Regions from separate parts of the Danio rerio genome. Here regions 1 and 2 are each linked to region 3. Evidence: chromatin contacts called from public Hi-C data. All regions are on one chromosome and are shown on one strand. Each heading gives the region's core, a stretch centred on a gene start, on an enhancer-like site or on the middle of the called end of the contact. The rest is flanking DNA. Distances are from core to core; before and after follow the strand shown. Region 1 overlaps arid1b (AT-rich interactive domain 1B). Region 2 holds the start of zdhhc14 (zDHHC palmitoyltransferase 14). Region 3 holds the start of si:dkey-60a16.1.

Region 1 (2,700 bases), core at 23-2,522, 160 kb before region 3:
AAAAAAAATGGGTGGGAGGAAAATATATATTTCTAAGTTTTTGCGTTCTCTCGCAAAGTTTTGCGTTCCCTCGCAAAGATGTTTTGCGTTATCTCGCAAAGATGTTTTGCGTTCCCTCGCAAAGTTTTGCGTTATCTCGCAAAGATGTTTTGCGTTCTCTCGCAAAGATGTTTTATATATAATATTCCCGTATTTTACCATTCTACCCCACTTTCTTTACATTACTGTGCATATGCTACCTCTGAACCAGTGAATGCATGTGTAAGCGCTGACTGACGCGCTTACAATAAACTGATCCCAGATCAGCGTCTGTACACGCCATTTACAGAGGAGCGGGTGTATGTTTAAACAGACAAATACACTGAATAATATGAAACATCTCCGTCCTCTCCGCATGTTTTATTTTAAACAGCTTATTTACTCTTAAATGAGCACAAACAGTTTCTAAAGTAATGGACTGCTTTCATTATAGATCTGTGCATTCTTACAGAGACACCTCTGTTATCAAACTAAACAAAACATGAGATTCATTTGCTGCTCACTTGTTTGATAACAGAAGTGTCCCTTTAAATGGCGCGTACAGACGATGATCTGGGATCAGTTTATTGTACGAAGCGCGTCTGTCAGTCAGCGCTTAAACATGCATTCACTGGTTCAGAGGTTGCAAAGTGAAAGGCGACGATCAGCGCACAGTAATGTAAAGAAAGTGGGATAGAATGATAAAATATGGGAGAATTTCAGCAAAAACGGGAGGGTTTACGTGAGTGCAGTGAACGGGAAGTGTTTGTGGAGAAACAGTTTTGTGAGAGAACGCAAAACATCTTTGCGAGGGAACGCAAAACATCTTTGCGAGGGAACGCAAAACATCAGATAACGCAAAACTTTGCGAGAGAACGCAAAACATCTTTGCGAGGGAACGCAAAACTTTGTGAGAGAACGCAAAAACTTAGAAATATATATTTTCCTCCCACCAATTTTTTTTCTTTTACCCATTATTTTTTTTTACTCAGCCAATTTTTTTCTCCTCCACTACGTCCCTTCCGGGGTTCCGTACTTTAATACTTTTACTCAAGTCTTGAGTGACTTGTAATGTAGTAATTGTTACAGTAAGGTATCTCTACTTTTACTCAAGTATAGTTTTCAGGTACTCTTTACACCTCTGCTTTTTACAGCGTAGCAAGTAAACAAGATCAATTGAATTCCTGCTGCTTTTACCCTGCAGACACTAGATGGCAGCCGTGCTCAATAAATCCTGAACATGTGGCTTTAATAAACTGAGCACAGTGAGGCAGCAGTGAGCAGCTGAAAAAAAACAACAACTGTCCAATCTATCAACCACAACATCATACCTTTCCTAGCAGCTCCGAAGGGATCCTTACTAGTGTCAAACTGCATTCTAGAGGTAGCATCTCCGCTGCCTCCATGCATGGGACCTCGCTTCTGAAAGGCTGGGTCACTGCCTTCTGAGAACGGATCTTGCACGCTAATACCACTGTTTCTAAAGTAGCAAACAAGGACAAAACAAATCAATACACGCAAACGAATTCATGAGATACTTCAATATAATCCATGAATTCCGCCAACCTGACGGCAGGCTGAGGGGTGACTTGTCCGTGCGGTGTGGTAGCGGGTGTTGGCGGCTTTAGGTCCCCTGGCATCTCTGTCATGGTGCTGCTGCCTGTAGATTGAGGAGTCTGCGGCCCCTGAAGAGAGCCTGAGTTTGCTGTTGGACAGATAGAAAAGGAGTACATCAGGGCTGAGCAAATGTACTGTTTAGGCATAGACGTAACAATAGTCACATGCCAGGATTCGCCATGTCAAGCGTTCTTGCGAATTCTGTGTAATTTAGTAAAAAAATTAAGGATTTGTGTGGGGTTACTAAAAAAGAATCACCTTTTAGCTTGTAAATAAGGTTTACAATACAAACACAATTAGATGCACTTGTTTGGTAAACAAAGCAAGTCTTTCATATGATAGAATCTACTAAAAGAAAGAAAACATTACAAACCATGTTGTAAATAAATCGTATACACATTTGCATATTATTCAGTACCGAAATAGGGTATATGGCAAAGCATGCTAATAGGACTTTTAATTTGCCTGTAACCTGGGTTAATCGCTTCCGGTTAACTGTATGCTAATGCAAAATTGACGCGTTTAAGATCTGTTATCTTTAAAAATCAGCGATCTCCACTGGCTGAGTGATATCTGATATAAACTGGACTCAGATTGTACAAGAAGCACCGCATTAAATTACATTTCCCCGCCATGTCTTTAAATATGAACATTTAATTTACCCCAGTATATTCAGTGGAGCTTCTGCGCTATCCTGCCGATTCTGACGGGTGCGTGCGAGTAAACGTCTTTTTGTCTTGTTTTACGCTTGAGTAACTAAATAATGCCAAAGTCTGTTTAACTGATTGTATCTTAATTACATCACAACATCGATGCGGTAAAAGGAACCGTATAAAAAGGAAAAAAACTCACAATAACAGGTCACCAGATGTTTATCAGTATGGGATAAACACTAGCTCGGCATATACCCTATTAATATTGAAATGGAATAAATATATATTTATACACATTTCAATAGTGTTGGGCAAGCTACTTGAAAAATGTAGCTAAGCTATTAGCTACTCTACTTAAAATGTAGCTTAACTACACTAAAAGCTACAAGATGGAAAATGTAGCAAGCTAAGC
Region 2 (2,774 bases), core at 8-2,507, 190 kb before region 3:
TCCTTTGTTTCTCATTCAAATTTCGCCAAACCTTTTCAATAATTGGCAGAAAGACGTCTGCCGACATTGTGGTGAAAACCACGGAAGCATACCATGATTAACCCTGAGCACATAACTTAAAACTAACATTTATTCCTGCGTTACTTTGTGCCCCACGCTCCCCTACTGCCCCAAAATATTTTTAATCTTTCAAAATATGAAATATAATGGTAACACTTTACAATAAGGTTCATTAGTTAATGCATTTACTAACATGAACTAATCATGAACAACACTTGTACAGCATTTATAAATCATAATTGAACATTTACTAATGCATTATTAACATCCAAGTCCATGCTAGTTAACATTAGTTAATGCAACATGAGTTAACATGAACTAACAATGAACTACTGTATTTTCATTTACTAACGTTAACTAACATGAACAAATACTGTAGTAAATGTATTGTTCATTGTTTGTTCATGTTAGTAAATGCACTAATAAATATTAACTAATGAACCATATTGTAAAGTTTAACCAATATAATGAGTTCAAATGGGAAAAAATGTGTTGTTTTTTTACCCAGACATTTAAAAACAATGTACTTTAGAACAGTAATCACAATACCGTGATACCGTGAAACCGTGATATTGCTAGGTTATCATACCGTCAGAGTCTTATACCGGCCCATGCCTAGAGATGTTTACCCAGAAATGAACATTTCCTCACATATACTCACACTCAATTGGTTCTAAACTTTTATGAGTGTCTTTCTTCTGTTGAATAAAAAAGACAGAAGGTTGAAAAAAAGTGGCCATTGACTTCCTTAGTACTTGTTTTTCCTACTATGGCTGTCGATGGCTTCCAACATGCTTCAGGACATCTTGTTTTGTGTTCAAGTTTAGAACCACTTGAGTGTAACTGCTGAGGATATTAAAATTTGTATTCCCTTAATAACATGATTATAATAACATAACACCATGTTTGGCAGTGTCTGGGGCAGAGGAGAGTTCTCCAATGGGTCAGTTACTTACTCAAAAGCAAAGAAGAGGCCACTGGTCACCAAGATAAGAACCATGGTAAGGTAGAAGACCCCAGTTTGCTTCGCCATCATGATTCGGCCGTTGCAGTAAAACCTATTTCGGCCAGGGAAAACCTGCCATTTCCGTTTGTTCTTCTTCTTCTTGATGTGCGGAGTGTCCATGGGCGAGGAGTTGTGCGTGCAGATCTGATTGTACTGGCACTCCCGGATGGGCTCCTCGACCCCAAGATGCATGTTCCAACTAGCAATAAAACAAACTTCCAAACAACACGAGTGAATTAGCAACGCAAACCTCCACAAGGAACTAACGAGAGAGCTGGAACTTGTAGAAACATCTCTTGAGCTGATGGAGGAAGCATTACACAACCCAGTCAAAGAAAAGCGTGCAACTGTAACCAAGGAACCATTTTCTTAGCTCCATGTTTTACGGAAATCGACAACGGTTCGATCGCATCACGATTAAAAGAGCTGCTAATGTTTAAATCCGAGATGATGGGGGGGAAATAAGATCCGAGTGTTGGGTCAGCATGTTTGTTTGGATAAACTCCTTCATTGCAGATGTCTATCCTCAACACAACAACAGGATGCGCTCCAGGACGCGGAGGCATGTGGACATCATGCCCAGAAATGTCGCTTTGTATGCGGGCGTCTCAAAAGATTGTAACTCCGCCGGTTCGGTTCACAAGGAGCGCTCAGAAAAAACCAAATCGACTCAAAAAAATAATAATAACAAGTGGGATTTAATGTATTAAACGCCCTTCCGATGTCCTCGTAATTCCGTTCGTGAGAGGGTCTTTATTGCATCAACGCCTACTAAACATAGTCCTGACTGCGCACGTAGAACATTACAACACCAAACTAACACAGAGGAGGGTGTTTAATCATCTGTGGCGATGATGATGGAGGAAGAGAGAGAGAGAGAGAGGAAGGCTTGTAGTGCGCAGGATGTGGATGGAACAGATCACCGCGTGAACTGCATGAGCTCACGGCACACGATGACCCTATACACAGCGGCGCCGTCTCAAATCAGACTGAGCTCTCTGTGTAGACAGCACATTTCAGTTGGGTGTATTAAAAACAAAGTGAGCTGGCTTTAAAGTCACTTTATTTTGCGGCATGTGTCTCAGAACTCAGTTGATAGTATACATCACGTTTGGGGTTGCAAAACCTAGCGGCTAATCAGCATTTTCAATTTTAAACAATCTTCATTTTGATTTTGGGACTTAAAATTATTTAGATTTTATATTATTTAATATTATGTTTATTTTAAAATATTGAATATAAACAGCATTTTACCAACACACTACGAATCTCTATGAATCAGTTTATTGTTTTAATTTTCAATAAATATGACAAAATGTAACATAATAAAGCCTCAAACATAAACTACAATGTATTATTATTATTATTATTATTATTATTATAATTATTATTATTTAAAGTATATTACAAAAATATCCAGAATATCACTTCTCTCAGTATGTGATGTGCCGAATGCCGTCTAGTCTAGGTAGGCACTAGGCGGCTCACTCAGTTTTCAAACACAGCCAATGTGATCGTCGGAATCTCAGTCTTCCTCTCAATTCAATCGATTTCCCTAACATTTCGAGACATTTCGCATTATTTGCGAGTTCGAAAATGATTTAACTATAATGCAAATAAAAAAAAAATGAATGCAAAAGCTGATTGTTGATTATGTGAACACTTGCTGCCTTAATGTTACTTTGTTATTATTAAGTCTATATGGACA
Region 3 (2,803 bases), core at 66-2,565:
GTTCTGTGACCGTGTGTAAACATGCTATTGTAGAAACATGGTGCCTGTCAATCAATTCAGTGAGCAGGGAAAATTGCATTTCTACAGCACGTTGCAATAGGCCTCAAAATCTCTAGGATTTGGGTCCTATTTTATGGTCAGGAAATTTTTTAAAAAGACTTGTTGTGTTTATATCACTCCAATATGACTGTGGACAGACTATATCTGCACACAGTCCTTTCCAAACAGCCTACAAACGTTGATTTTCATCATTAAAGTGCAATTTGAAGGCTTACCTACAGGTTAACTATGCAAGTTAATTAGTCAAGATGCTAGACGTTTTGATGTCTGTAACTAGAATTTTACAGGGGCTAATAATATTGACTGTTTGTACTTTATTTTTTATATATTATTATACCACCCAAAAAGTGCACCTATGGTGAAAAAAAAACGTTTCAAGCTGTTTGGACACACATATGTGTTGGTATAGTGTATAGACCGTCATATTGGGGTGATATAGACACACCCAGTCCTTTTTTTTTCAATTTAACAATATAAAACGGTGGACCAATTGGATCGGTTTTCAGGCCGACCGCAACTTGATGTAGGAGTGCGGTCCCCCTGCCCAGCGAATTGATTGACAGCTGCGTATTAACATGTCCCGGTAGTCACGTGTATAATCATATCAACAAGACGGGACGTGCGCAAAATAAAAGGTCTGTTCAGTTTGCTAGGATCATTAATCATCATCAAATGTGATCAAGAGTGAGTTTCACAAGTTTGAAATGTTTCAAAACAGTGCACGTGTGTAATGAATTACAGCGATTTAAAGGTTTTAGCTGGTCATCTCCCAGCCTGACCAGCTAAGACCAGGCTGGAAATGGCTGGAAACCATCCTGGAAGTGGCCAAAACCCCTCTGAGACCAGCCTGGTCGACCAGCTAAAACCAGCCTAGGCTGGTTTAAGCTGTTTTTTTCAGTATGGATATTGTACTATTTATCCTGCCCTTTCTCTAAAGCTGCTTTGAAGCCACTATTAGACACACGTGCTACAGAAATAAAGATGACTTGACATTTTTCAATCTGCTGTTCAAAAACGGTAAAAGATATTGGTAAAAATCAGCTTGCTGTTTTTGTGTAACGCAGAACATGACACAATGCTAACTTTTAAGCAGTACTGCCATCTTGTGGGGTTTCACAGCATAATTTTAAATATAACCCAGCAAATATTACTTTCTCCTGATGGAGTAAGAGGAAAATAGTACAGAAGAGGGCAGTAATGATACAAACAGGATGCCAGCTGCCGTTAAAACCTAAAGAAGAAGATGAAGAAGGACACTAGTTTACTTCCGCCGATCGTACTAAATGTGTTAATGCTTCATGTCAAAGACCATAGAATACCTTAAAGGGACTTTGTTCATTTAGTAAAGCGTGTTTATGTTCGCGTCGAGTACATAACCATGACGTGTAAGCGTTCGAAAACGACGTTTCAAAGACGGGAGCGCAGTAGCAAGTTCCACTGCTGTGTCCCGCAATGTACAGCATCTTCCAAGTTCAACTCAGTCCTCAGTTTCCACACGTTTCCCAAAGACAAAGATGCGCAGGAGAGGTGGGTGGTTAATATTCGACGGGACAATTTTAAAGTTACCCCAAAGAAACGGGTGTGTAGCCGACATTTCAAATGCAGCGACCTGATCGAGCCTTTAACTTCAGTTGGACACAGGCGTTTGGAGAAAGGAGCCATCCCGGTGCTTTTTCACTGGAACAACTTCACCGCCCCAGCCGAACAGCCTGCAGTTTTGGAAAGGATAAAAACAGACCAACTGCATAGTGATGATGATGACCCTTCTATGGATGCGATTGCTCACACTTCTCACCTTGATTCCATCCCCACCTCTGCAGCTCGAGACCACACTGAGGATCTACTTGTGGAAATTGCGAGTCTCCGAAAACACATAGAGGAGATTTCCCTGAGCAGCAGGTTTTGTTTGGAGAGGTTCGCCGCATCCGATGATGACATTAGGTTTTACACCAGGTAGGCTGACGATGTCAACAGTACGGTTTTGACATACTTTCTCCATCATATAACAATAAAAAATAAACAATTGTTTCAGTCTTAACACAATATATCCCCATAGAGGGAAATATTATTGGAATAAAAAAAATTATTGATATTAATTGGAATGCTACCTGGTCAATACCCATTAAATTTAGCCTTTTTTAAATAAAGTTAAAGGAGTGGACTTTAAAATACTTCACAAAATGAATCCTTGTAAATTACTTTATATAAATTCATGAATATTAATAATGCTTGCACATTTTGTAATATACATGAGGATTAGCTATCTTTTGTATAACTGTGATGTCTCTTAAATTTTGGAATGATGCTAGAGACGTGCTATTTGGGCAAAGAAATGTTAATGACAGGCTCTCTTTAAAACATGTAATTTGCACTTTTTCCACACACAAAAAGAACATTCGAGTCTGTTGTTAACTTCTACATCTTACAAGGTAAATATGTTATTCATGAACAGAAATTTGCAAAATTTACACCAAAATGTAATATCTTTTTATTAGAAATGGAAACTTTGAAAAAGTCTCTAATGCAAATTAAAAACAAAATATTTGATTTAATGTTAGATTTCATGATTTTTCTCTGGTACTGATCCCCCGCTGTAGTCTGATTGTATACTAAGTTATTATTTTTGTTTCTATGTATATAAGTATTTTTCAATACTTTTTTTTTTCAATACTTTTTTTTCCTCAGATATATCTGCTTATAGGGCGGCAGAAAAGAGGACCGCGACACCTCACTTGTGACATAA

What was found. Hi-C and Micro-C count contacts between places; a contact is called where the count stands out from the background.
Region 1: a contact with region 3 is called in a Hi-C map of skeletal muscle, with 7 times the contacts expected there. The contact joins the enhancer-like site here to the promoter of si:dkey-60a16.1 in region 3. A contact is called at or near these places in 9 of 18 Hi-C or Micro-C datasets (caudal fin, embryo, fibroblasts and 3 more) and 4 of 4 datasets of contacts at active chromatin or transcription factors (caudal fin, embryo, gastrula embryo and 1 more).
Region 2: a Hi-C map of hematopoietic stem cells shows a contact between it and region 3, with 5 times the contacts expected there. The contact joins the promoter of zdhhc14 here to the promoter of si:dkey-60a16.1 in region 3. A contact is called at or near these places in 2 of 18 Hi-C or Micro-C datasets (hematopoietic stem cells and an unstated tissue) and 1 of 4 datasets of contacts at active chromatin or transcription factors (caudal fin).

The regions. Positions count from the first base shown.
Region 1 is chr20:5,057,324-5,060,023 of GRCz12tu, forward strand. It overlaps arid1b (AT-rich interactive domain 1B), which reads right to left. Exons shown (of 20, transcript NM_001346215.1): 14 at 1,585-1,723; 15 at 1,350-1,498. Among named protein-coding and RNA genes, the nearest start is that of tmem242, 29 kb to the left of the region's middle. Within about 2 kb of position 1,273, at least 7 of the 62 cell types and tissues checked have an H3K27ac peak or open chromatin away from gene starts, as enhancers often do.
Region 2 is chr20:5,027,001-5,029,774 of GRCz12tu, forward strand. zdhhc14 (zDHHC palmitoyltransferase 14) reads right to left here and starts at 1,258. Exons shown (of 10, transcript NM_001045187.1): 1 at 1,017-1,258. The coding sequence starts at 1,258.
Region 3 is chr20:5,215,126-5,217,928 of GRCz12tu, forward strand. si:dkey-60a16.1 reads left to right here and starts at 1,316. Exons shown (of 5, transcript XR_012396312.1): 1 at 1,316-1,587; 2 at 1,692-2,013.